Linked DNA regions of Bombyx mori: region 1 is linked to region 2. Evidence: chromatin contacts called from public Hi-C data. All regions are on one chromosome and are shown on one strand. The core of a region is the stretch at or near the end of the contact, and the rest is flanking DNA. Distances in the headings are between cores, read along the strand shown.

Region 1 (5,557 bases), core at 2,469-4,968, 52 kb before region 2:
AAAAAGAAAGAAGGATTTTTGAATTTGCTGGTGAAAAAATTGTAGTAGAAAATAATGTCATAAAAGAGCGGTTGAAAGTTGACGAAACATCTATGGAAGGTAAACTTAAAGCTCCCACTGTAAATGAAAGTTAAGAATATATAACAGGACTAAAGTTAAATTTGTAATACCAAAATATTAACAGATATAACTGTTCTGTGATGTAAGCCCATAAAATATATTTGTGTGCAACTTTATAGTCATAAATAATTCAGTATAATGAATCTATCTAAGCAGTTCTAAGTATTAAGATAATATGTGTGAATATGTACAAAGTATCTACATATATTTAATAGGTATTACTAGTAAATGCTGGTTCTTTCAATGAGGAGTTTGTGACTAGTGGCAGAACTTTGAAGCAACTCATTATATTTTTTTATCTTTGGTGCCTGATGCTCATTCATAATAGACTGACGACTTACCATATTTTTAATACTATACTTACTTATAATTTTAGCCATTAAATCTGATGGTTCCCAAAATCAAACATCAGATATAACAGCTCAGTCATCAAGTAGTGCAAAACCTGGTGGACTTTCTAATGTTTTGGGTCAACTAAATAAGAAAAACAGATTGTCTACCTTAGAAAAATCGAAATTAGATTGGGTCACTTACAAGCACGAAGAAGGAATTGACGATGAAATACAAAGTCACAACAAAGGCAAACAAGGGTGAGTTATTCATTAGAAATTCAAAGAAACACCACAATATATAGCTATTAATAGCAACTAATTTCATCTTTTATTAGAGCTCAAGAAATTATAGCGTACTTTTTAAATTATTATCGGCATTGTCGTCGTTCCTCAAACGTCTTGAAGTCGGTATAACATTCAAAGATTCCGTTACATACATATATACATACAATTTATTTATTTATTTTTTATTGCTTAGACGTATGGACGAGCTCACAGCCCACTTGGTGCGAAGTGGTTACTGGAGCCCACAGACATCCACAACGTAAATGCGCCACCCACCTTGAGATATAAGTCTAAGGTCTCAAGTATAGTTACGACGGCTGCCCCACCCTTCAAACCGAAACGCATTATTGCTTCACGGCAGAAAATAGGCAGGGTGGTGGTACCAGTAATAACAAAACGGGCGCTTGGGCGAAAAATTTGCAAGATTGGTTGTTTAGTTACATAGTCCCAACAAGTGAGGTGATGGTTCATTTGTGTGCTTATTGCGAGTTTTTTTAACGTGCTCGATGGCGTAAAAGTTTACTCACATTTGTATGCAGTTGGAACAGCGCCCCTAGCGGTAAACGTAGGCAGTCGCACTAAGCACACTGTACAACATGCGAATAAAAATTCAATGAATTAAATTAATTGAAAATATAAACTCTCACTTACCAAATATTTTAATGTAGGTAATCTGTTAAAACACGACAATAATCGATGAATTATTATTTAATGATTGTACTAACTTAATACAATTTCATTATTCTAATTAATTAACTCAGTTACAGTTGTAATTGAGTAACTTCTAATCTAATGAGTATGATCTTCTAATGAGTAAATTCTAATCGAGTAATTTACATTAAATTCTATTTGCAATAAAAGTTTTTTTTTTTCGATGCGTAACTTCTCTACGTACTTTAAATGCACATAACTTATTAATTATTAACACGATTCCCAGTGTAAAAAGTAGCAGTATTTTATATAAATATAACTAATTAAACATACTTTTACAGTTTATGCTCGTCTGCCCATAAAACCAATAATTAAAAAAAACGTAAAATATTTTAAATTGTACCTATTTATTTAATGAGTATTACTATTCTTACGATCAAAAGAATCGTTTTCATATTGATTTGTTCTGGCAAGTATGATCTATTAGAGTGTAGTAGATCTGCTTACAGTCTTAAGCTTAGACATACTCTTGAGCCCGAGTGATGATGGGATTGGCCATATGACGATACTTTTTATTCTCTCTTGAGAAATATAATTTTAATATGTTATAATTGCTGTTGAGTCTGTCTAATAAAACCAATTCCACAATGTAAACGCGTGATTTCTTTGTTGAGTTACGATTCTATTGCATGAATCGGCAAATATTATGATAATTCGATTTTCTATTTACAGATTTTTAGATCGTCGTGATTTCCTAGAAAGAGCTGATATGAGGCAGTATGAAATCGAAAGAGAACTGAGGACAAGTCGCAGAAGCAATCGTTAAAGTTTTCGTGCAACGTTTTCTGAAGCAAGTGAATAATAGGCAAGCGGGCCTCAATAACATTAGAAAATAAAAAAACTAAAAATAATTTGCATAAGAGATTTTATTAAAACAACCATTCAATTACTACTTTCGTGAAGTATAGAGTTGTTATCTTTATACGTTCGCTAAACACCAATGATAACGTACTATTACATATTATTTAGCCAATCGTTGTCTGTTAGAGTGTGATGGTCAGATCGTCGTTTATTTGACCCCAAGTGACGTCATGTGTAATGAAATTGTGTCCAGTCTTTGTGCAGTTGAGTGTGTGCATTTTGAAAAAGATCTGTCTGGTTCCTTATTGAGCTTAGAAATATAAACTTTATATTAATAGCTGCTAATTGTAAATCTGTAACATGAGAACGACATACCTCAGTAATATGTTAGTCATAATATGCAGTGTCTGGAAATAAAATGGAAATGTTTCAAAACCTTACTTTTCTTTATTATCATTAGTATGTAATGTAGATCTACTAGTCCACTTTCGTTGTATTTCCTTAGCAGCCAGGCCAGGAATATAGAAAATATACATAATAATATAATATTTTTAACGAATAACTACATAAATTAAAAAAAAAAAACTACCAGTAAAAGTTTCATGGAAATCTGTTCCGGGAAACAGACAAAAGAGTTTCTTTTTTTAATTTTAATTTTTTTTAATTTTTTTTTTTGATTTATAGTAGTTAAATTAAACGGGAATTCTAGAAACACTGATATACATTTTCTTACTCTTCTTTGATTTCTCCTTATCTATTTTAATCACTTTCTGTATTGATTCGATATTGATTGCGATAATGATGAGTTTTTGTTTTAAATATCTTCCTATATAAATCTGATAGTGGTTATTGTCGCTTATTTTTGTATCTAATAAAAGCGAATTTCGTAGACAACATTTAGAGATGATTTCGGAATCCCATCAAACCAAACCTCTAGACTGCTCTAGAACAAAGAATATTCGTATTTCGTATAAATACATATAGTCCTCGGAAGTGTCGTGTTGCGGTATTTGCGATCTAAGTGCCTACCTACGTGATAAAATGAAACTAAACCATTTTACATTCCGTGTTACATTCAGTACAGTTAAAAACCCCCAGTAAAACCCTTTTTTTCCGACTATGTGACAGTTTACAAATTGTACAGTTTTATTTTCGTCATTTTAGTCATCGTAGATTTACTCAAGTAATTGTCCCAGTTAATTCATTGATAATACACCTTCTCACATCCAAATAACTTTAAGAGTAAATAGGCCTGGCCAAAGTGTATCGTTAATTTTCTTTAGTATAGGGTCAACAATAGTTAAATGGCTTGCAAGGCCCGTTTCGTTCGTTCTATTCAATCACGTCAATGAGAAACACTCGTACAAGCAATCAATTTCAATTTGAGCAAGCGTCTCAGTCTCACCGCCAACGATTTGCACACGTTGTGCTAATCAAGCACTAAACAGTTTGTTTGCCGAGGCCGCGGTGTCACATTGCATTGCAGTACTGAATCTGCATTCGTGAGTTCATGACTGTTGCTTTGTGCTATAAAATATTAATTTCACCCATAAACAATTCTGTAACGTAGGCGAAGTGTTTCGATGTGAAAATGACCACGTATGGAAGATGGACCCTTTGCCACAGCGATATGGATGGCGTCAAGGTATAGATCTATTTTGTTATGAATGCAGTTTAATTGTAATTTTTAGATAACATTTGATCGTTTGACAAAATAATATTTTTAAATTTGGCTTATTTTATCAAATTCATTTGAGTTCAATCTGGCAAATTATTTATACGATACTTGAGTACACTTAGAGCTTTTGTACTCATAGTACATATAATGTTTATGTTCATCGCGTTATTTGTTTATTTATTAGTCACACAATGCACATTACAAGCAAAAAAGCAGTAATGCGTTTCGGCTTGAAGGGTGGGGCAGCCGTTGTAACTATACTTGAGACCTAAGAACTTATATCTCAAGGTGGGTGGCGCATATACGTTGTAGATGTCTATGGGCTCCAGTAACCACTTAACACCAGGTGGGCTGTGAGCTCGTCCACCCATCTAAGCAATAATAAAAAGAAAAAAAAAGATACATAATAAATAACAACACGTAAAAATGTGGCTTGTAACATTCATTCTCGTCGGTATCGCACCTCAAATGCTATAGATATGTACGAGTAATAGGTGCCTTCTTTATGAACTCTAAAAAGTGACTAAAAAACAAATGTTTATCAGCATGAATATGCTGACTATTTCTTATTAAACAACAGTTCTTTATAGTGGCTTGAATTTTATACTTTGTTATAAAAGCTTATGACACGATTCTTGTTCCTTACATATGCAAATAACGGGTGACACCTACAACAACAATAACCAAGGACTAGACTATAATCTAGGGCTTACAGGTAAAATGACGTAATCTGGACCAGTGAACGTAGAAAGGAGAAGTGAACGAGCTACCCAGTACCTACACAGCCTCGATTTCCGCCTACGCACTTCTAGAACCTAAGACCTTCGTGAATTTTCATTATTTTAATAATAATCGGAAATTTTATTCTTACGCTACCAAGATCAGCAAATGTTTGGAATGAAACATCAATCATTTCGTTGATATGGTAGATAACAATTGTTTGGTTGATTACTAATATAGATATACGTACCTACTACTAGGTACGTAAAGTATTGAAATCAAAGATAAGATTATTCATAGAGCAAATTATTAAGAATTTACTTCAGCTATTTTTGTACAAAATTGACGTTTATGAGATAAATAATGAACAAAAACTAGTACATAGCTGGTCTTCGTCATTGGACTTATTGAAGTCTTTAAATAACTTCGAACACTGAAGGAGGGTTCTTGCTTGTCGATACTTAAAATCGTTAATATTTGAAACAAAACTGTTTAGTCTACCCTTCGGGGTATATACCTAACTTATAGTTTTTTTTATTGCCCCTGTAGGCAGACGAGCATACGGCCCACCTGATGGTGAGTGGTTACCGTCGCCCATGGACTTCAGCAATGTCAGGGGCACAGCCAAGCCGCTGCCTACCGCTTAATACTCTCCACAAGCCCCGTTTGAAGAAGGACATGTCATAGCGCATGTCATAGTTATGGTTTTGTTGTATGTTCATATATTATCTAAATATCTATGTACTCTGTATCTTGTATGTTTTATTGCTTTAGACAGACGAGTTCACGGTCATTCTAGTGACAAGTTGTCAACGAGACTCCGAGACAACCCAGCGCGAATTTCTGCACCCATAGACATGAGACATGAGTGTCCGTCCGGCTTTCAAACAGAAATAGCCTGTATGGTGGT
Region 2 (5,226 bases), core at 836-3,335:
TTCGATTTTTTAAACTCTACCAATAAACTGTTGATTGATTACAAATGTACCAGTTCATTTACTTAAACATAAATTGATGTATAATTCAATAATTAAGACACTATAAGGCGGATAAGGTAGGCAGCAGCCTGTCTTGAGGGATAAGATCGATGTTTCAATTCAATTGGGACATCGGCTGTCAATTCTATCTGGAAAACAACAGTTCGTGGCAGAAATAAGCAGAGTAGCACTATATAGAGTACCAATATCCGCACAGACATAAAATTGCATTGAAATCATGTAAATTTAAAGGACTTATCCACTCAACCATATAGGTAACAGTTCAAATAAAAATAAAAACCTTGATATGTTTTTTTATATACATAATACACATATTATGTAACACACACCTGTACAACCGAAATATAAATCAACAACAACATGTATCCATCGAGCATCGTAACGTATCGTATAAATTTGCATCTTTTTGGTTCACTTACAAAGATAAATCATGTAATTTAAAATAACAAGCAAACTTGAAGATCGCCAAATTCCAATTAAAACTTTTATAATTTTTCGAAGAAGCCAATTATATCGTTTGACTTCAAAGGACGAACGTTTCAGATCAGTAACATCGCCCATTCATCTTTCGCGGTAACTAACCATTACCGTGTGGAAATCGATGAAGGAAAAAATTGTTTAATTATAATAAAATAACAGGCGTCTAGACGAATGGCGCCTCGTCCCTGCCATAATGTCGCACGCTAGCAACTGCACCGACATTATGTGACTATTTTCAGTCCGCAACGTTTCCTGGTTCATTTGTTTTAAAGCTGTTCTGAATGACAGGCATGATTCTCGTCATGTTTGGTTATATTTTCGAGTTGTCCTTTTTTCGATAAATGACTTTTATCGGCGCCCTGTCACTTTAGTTCGCATCATTGATATGATCTTCAAGTTCTATTTAAACTAACTAGAGGTCCCGCAGTAGTCGAAATTCGACTATAATTAAATGGAATTATAAGTTTGTACACTATTATGATTGTATTTTATACTTCTATAATCATAAATTTCGCCAAGGCTACACTATAAAAATATTAATAAAGACAAACAATATTGAATCTATTCTCAATTTGACCACAGACGTCAAGAACAAAAGTTTGACAATAAATAGTATACATGCGTGTGTGCGTCAAATACATGGTATATAGTGTGTGTAATGTTTTCTTTATTGATTTAATGTATCTTTTATGCATTATTTTAAAAAAATATTAGCATTGTACACTTCTTCTCTATATTCTCTATAAGTGTGGAAAATTTCATACTCCTCCGTCCACGCAATTTTCGTAAAAAGGGATACAAAGTTTTTGCTTCACGTATTAATATATAGATTTTATAAAACTTAATAGGTAGGTACTAAATGCGTAAATGCGAAAGTGAGTGTTTGTTTATACTTACACGTCTTATCTACTCACCGATTATTATGACTGGTTGACATTTTATCATTTCACGGGTACAGAAAGGACATAGGGTACCTTTCATCTAGATAAAAAAAAATACTATTCCTGTGGGATAGAAAAAAATAGGTTTAGGCTTAGGTCCGACTTACACAAAACCTCGGATTGAAAAAATTGCATCATGCTACCTGTAGTATCTTGGAAGAAATACAAATAATTTTTATTTATTAGAGCTAGCATAGATTTTTTTGAAAAAGTCATGCATAATTTTCTCAACCGCTTTCATACATAGTGTGTTTATGTTAACGCCAAATAGAAGCACATACAACATAATTATATTGTTTAGCAGCGTCCTACAATAATACTTGTTCTGTGCTTAAATTGGTTGACCAAATTACCATTAAAGCGAACGAAGTCGCAAGTAAAAAGTAGCTTAGGTATAGGTAATAATCATAACTAATAATTTGAAATTGTAGTTTGAACACTATTGCTATTGAATTTCTGTCGTTGAATCCTAGTTAGAAAAGACGGTCTAGCAATAGCTTGAAGCGACGTCTAGAAATGTACAAAAATATGCTCCACTTTTGTGAAGTTCCTCGTATGTCCTTGGCGCATGCGCTTTGACCTCTGTCGTACTACATGCGACCTTCCTAGGTCGCCCCGCCATTCAGTCCCCCGTTGGCTCTCATTGATTTTCAACACTATCACATGGCAGAGCTTACTCGACCGCGAAAATTTACCATACGATTGATTTGTCAATATTAGTGGCACGTGGCAGCAATAGAAGTACAGAAAACTGAATCGAATTGCAAGGTAACGAACGAACGAAGTTATCCAGTCAACCATTTTTGGCATCAGGCTTAGGAGCCTGCCGATTGCATGTAACCAAATCTCCAAACTATATAAATTTATTAAACAATAATTTTGTTGTGGTTTCAAACATTATTTATTATTTACTAAAGATGTTTGTGAATTCTCTTGTTAATATTTCGTCTTGTTTATTTGTAAAATAACCACAAAACCGTAGCCGTTTACGACATTTCTATTTTGATGACAGATTCAAAGACGAGGACGGAGAGTAGGTTGTGGTTTAGCGAAGGTTCACTGTCCCAGAAATACTAAGTAATGTTTGTTTTCCTTTTACTTCTTGAAAACAAACGTAGCATTGCGAATTTGTAGAATCAGAATACAAGAGGAAATCATAGTCGTTTATCTTTTATTTTATATTGCTTAGATGGGTGGACGTGCTCACAGCCTGGTGTTAAGTGGTTACTGGAGCCCTTAGGCATCTATGACGTAAGTACACCTTGAGATACAAGTTCTAAGGTCTCAAGTATAGTTACAGCAGCTTTATACCGTAACGCATTACTGCTTCACGGCAGAAATAAGCAGGGTGGTGGTACCTACCCGCGCGGACTCACAAGAGGTCCTACCATCACTTAAGTTTACAAGTATGTGTAGTTCAGTTGGTAAATCAGAATAGTTATTTAAAATAGCTGTTATTTATAACAAATACTACGTAGTCATCAGAAGAATAGTAAGTACAACGTAATATATGATTAAAAATGTCTGTGTTATTCTAAAATATTGGAATCTAATCACATTTCATAGTCATGGTAGGCCGTATTGTGAGCCTAAGCCTTAACATTTTGCGTGTTTCCGCGGAGCAGTCATGTGTTCCCGTTTAAAGGGTGGACGAGTCTTGATACTTTATTACTATTACTATATTCATACTTCGACTTGTCTAAATATGAGTAGCGAGCGCCACCCTGATCAGCGTCCTTGCTGAACTCTTCGCTTGCGATATAGGGCTCGGCGGGTAAATTAAATAGACACAGCCCACTGAGTTTCTCGCTGGATCTTCTCAGTGGGTCGCGTTTCCGATCCGGTGGTAGATTCTACGAAGCATTGCTCTTGCTAGGGCCAGTATTAGCAAAACTTCCGGTGTGAGCCCCAAGAGCTCACCTACACGGTAGCGTAAAGCTGAAATAGCCTCTCAAGACTATCAGCATAGGGAGGGGAAAAAAGCCAGCAACATTCACGTTGTAAGCCGACGGACCCCGTTAATCAAAACAACAAGCGTAATAATACAAGTTGAGGTACTTATGCACTATCAAGTGGGAGGAGGTAACTATGTTATCTATCATAAATTCAGAAGTTTACTTTAAAATTAATTCGTATAATAATTCCATGTTTAATGAAACATTTATATAAACAGCTGTAGCTAAAATTGGCAAGAAAGCTGATAAAAACATAATATAGTAATAATAATAATAGCTGTTTTTTTTTAATTTAGATCTCTTAGTGAATTGGTTTTATCGATCATTAACAGATTAAGTGTAAGTAAGATTAAATGTGTCGTTAAGACGATTAACGTGGGAATCAAATGAGCTATGTTTACAGGAGACCAATGTTGATGACTGCATACAACAAAACTTAAAAAATCTCGGTATTGCTACTTGTGGATATTTTTTCACAATATTATGTGGATACTGAAAGCACCACAAAAGATAAGAAATGGATGAGCGTTAGGCGGACACACACATTTAATAAAACTGGGTCTGAATGGCTGACCACAAGGCGCCAATAAAACGAAACAAATGATACAATGGTCCCCGATATAGTGACGTGAATTAACCTTAGAAAATGACCTCACACGTGGATAGATCGAGTGCTATACAATAATAATTTAACAACTACATATTATGTCAGTTTCTGTGAATGGTGAATCTATGAATCACACCAACTCATGCGGTTCCAATCTGCGTACAATTAATTTTCATTGTTTTTAATTATCTTTAATTTAAAATAAAGTACAAGTCATATAATATTATAAAATGATATTCTTCTTTCGTATGAGCATTTATTTTTATTGCAATTTTTTGTTATCATTGACAAAATGTTGTGAGTGTTTTGGTTAGAATATTAGGTAGAAAGGTAAACTAAAATGGTCTTAGCCCTCGATGTTAAGTTGCTACCTGAACATTGAACCTCAAGCATCACCCTCTAACCTTGGGATCGGAGCTTGAAGTCTCAATCATATGTAATGTCTTACATTTCAAGCCAGGACTGATTGCTTCGGGGCAGAAATAGGCGGATGGTAGTACAAACACGTGCTGGTTCACAATTACCATAAAATCAGTGGTCACGTTAATAAACTGTATAGGTTTGAACATAATGAAAACTTAATTTGTACACTAAAACTTTTGGCCCATGACAATAATGACGGTAAATCTTATTATTTATCTATATATATCTTGCACAATAATAATTGGCCAAAGGTCACAAACTGGCTGGTAATAATAGGCTCCTGTCTCAGTGTCTCAATATCTCGAAACGGACATAAATTTAATAAGTGCGTCGATCTTAATGACGTCACTGTGACTCAACTGGTTCCAATAACGGTTATACACTCGTTGTTTATATAAATAAATATATTTATTATATTTAGTGTTAATATTGTTTCAATCAGTTCACTTTGTAACTTTGTGGCGATCACTTGTGTCTCATTACTAGTGCTTGATTGATATACAGACTTTGTAAAGTATTTTGTGAAATTCAATAATAAGTTCTAAAAACAAATATAGTTACAGAAGGTTGGAAAAACCAGTGTTCACAATGTGTAACTGTAAATTTAACCTAAAAATTAGCGTTAAGACATGCTCCATAAAATGGGTAAACATTGTAAGTTGATTTGATTATTAGATTATTTTATGCGTTTTTTCTTTCTTATCTTGTCTGCTGGAATGTTACATGCTGTGCTTTAAGTCGTCGCGGCCTAAAGGATAAG

The links. A called contact is a pair of places that touch in the nucleus more often than the background predicts.
Region 1: a Hi-C map of whole pupa shows a contact between it and region 2, with 2.9 times the contacts expected there. The contact joins the promoter of LOC101739797 here to the enhancer-like site in region 2. A contact is called at or near these places in 3 of 7 Hi-C or Micro-C datasets (midgut and whole pupa).

Annotation. Positions count from the first base shown.
Region 1 is chr11:10,935,213-10,940,769 of ASM3026992v2, reverse strand. It overlaps LOC101739797 (breast cancer anti-estrogen resistance protein 1), which reads left to right and starts at 3,718. Exons shown (of 9, transcript XM_038013838.2): 1 at 3,718-3,894. The coding sequence starts at 3,841. LOC101746403 reads left to right here. Exons shown (of 4, transcript XM_012695059.4): 2 at 1-99; 3 at 497-710; 4 at 2,121-2,684. The coding sequence ends at 2,214. LOC134199691 (a long non-coding RNA gene) reads right to left here and starts at 3,567. Exons shown (of 2, transcript XR_009974292.1): 1 at 2,691-3,567; 2 at 2,297-2,602.
Region 2 is chr11:10,882,115-10,887,340 of ASM3026992v2, reverse strand. All of the region lies in intron 1 of LOC101739797 (breast cancer anti-estrogen resistance protein 1), which reads left to right. Among protein-coding and RNA genes, the nearest start is that of LOC101740072, 24 kb to the right of the region's middle. Within about 2 kb of position 2,085, at least 2 of the 8 cell types and tissues checked have open chromatin away from gene starts, as enhancers often do.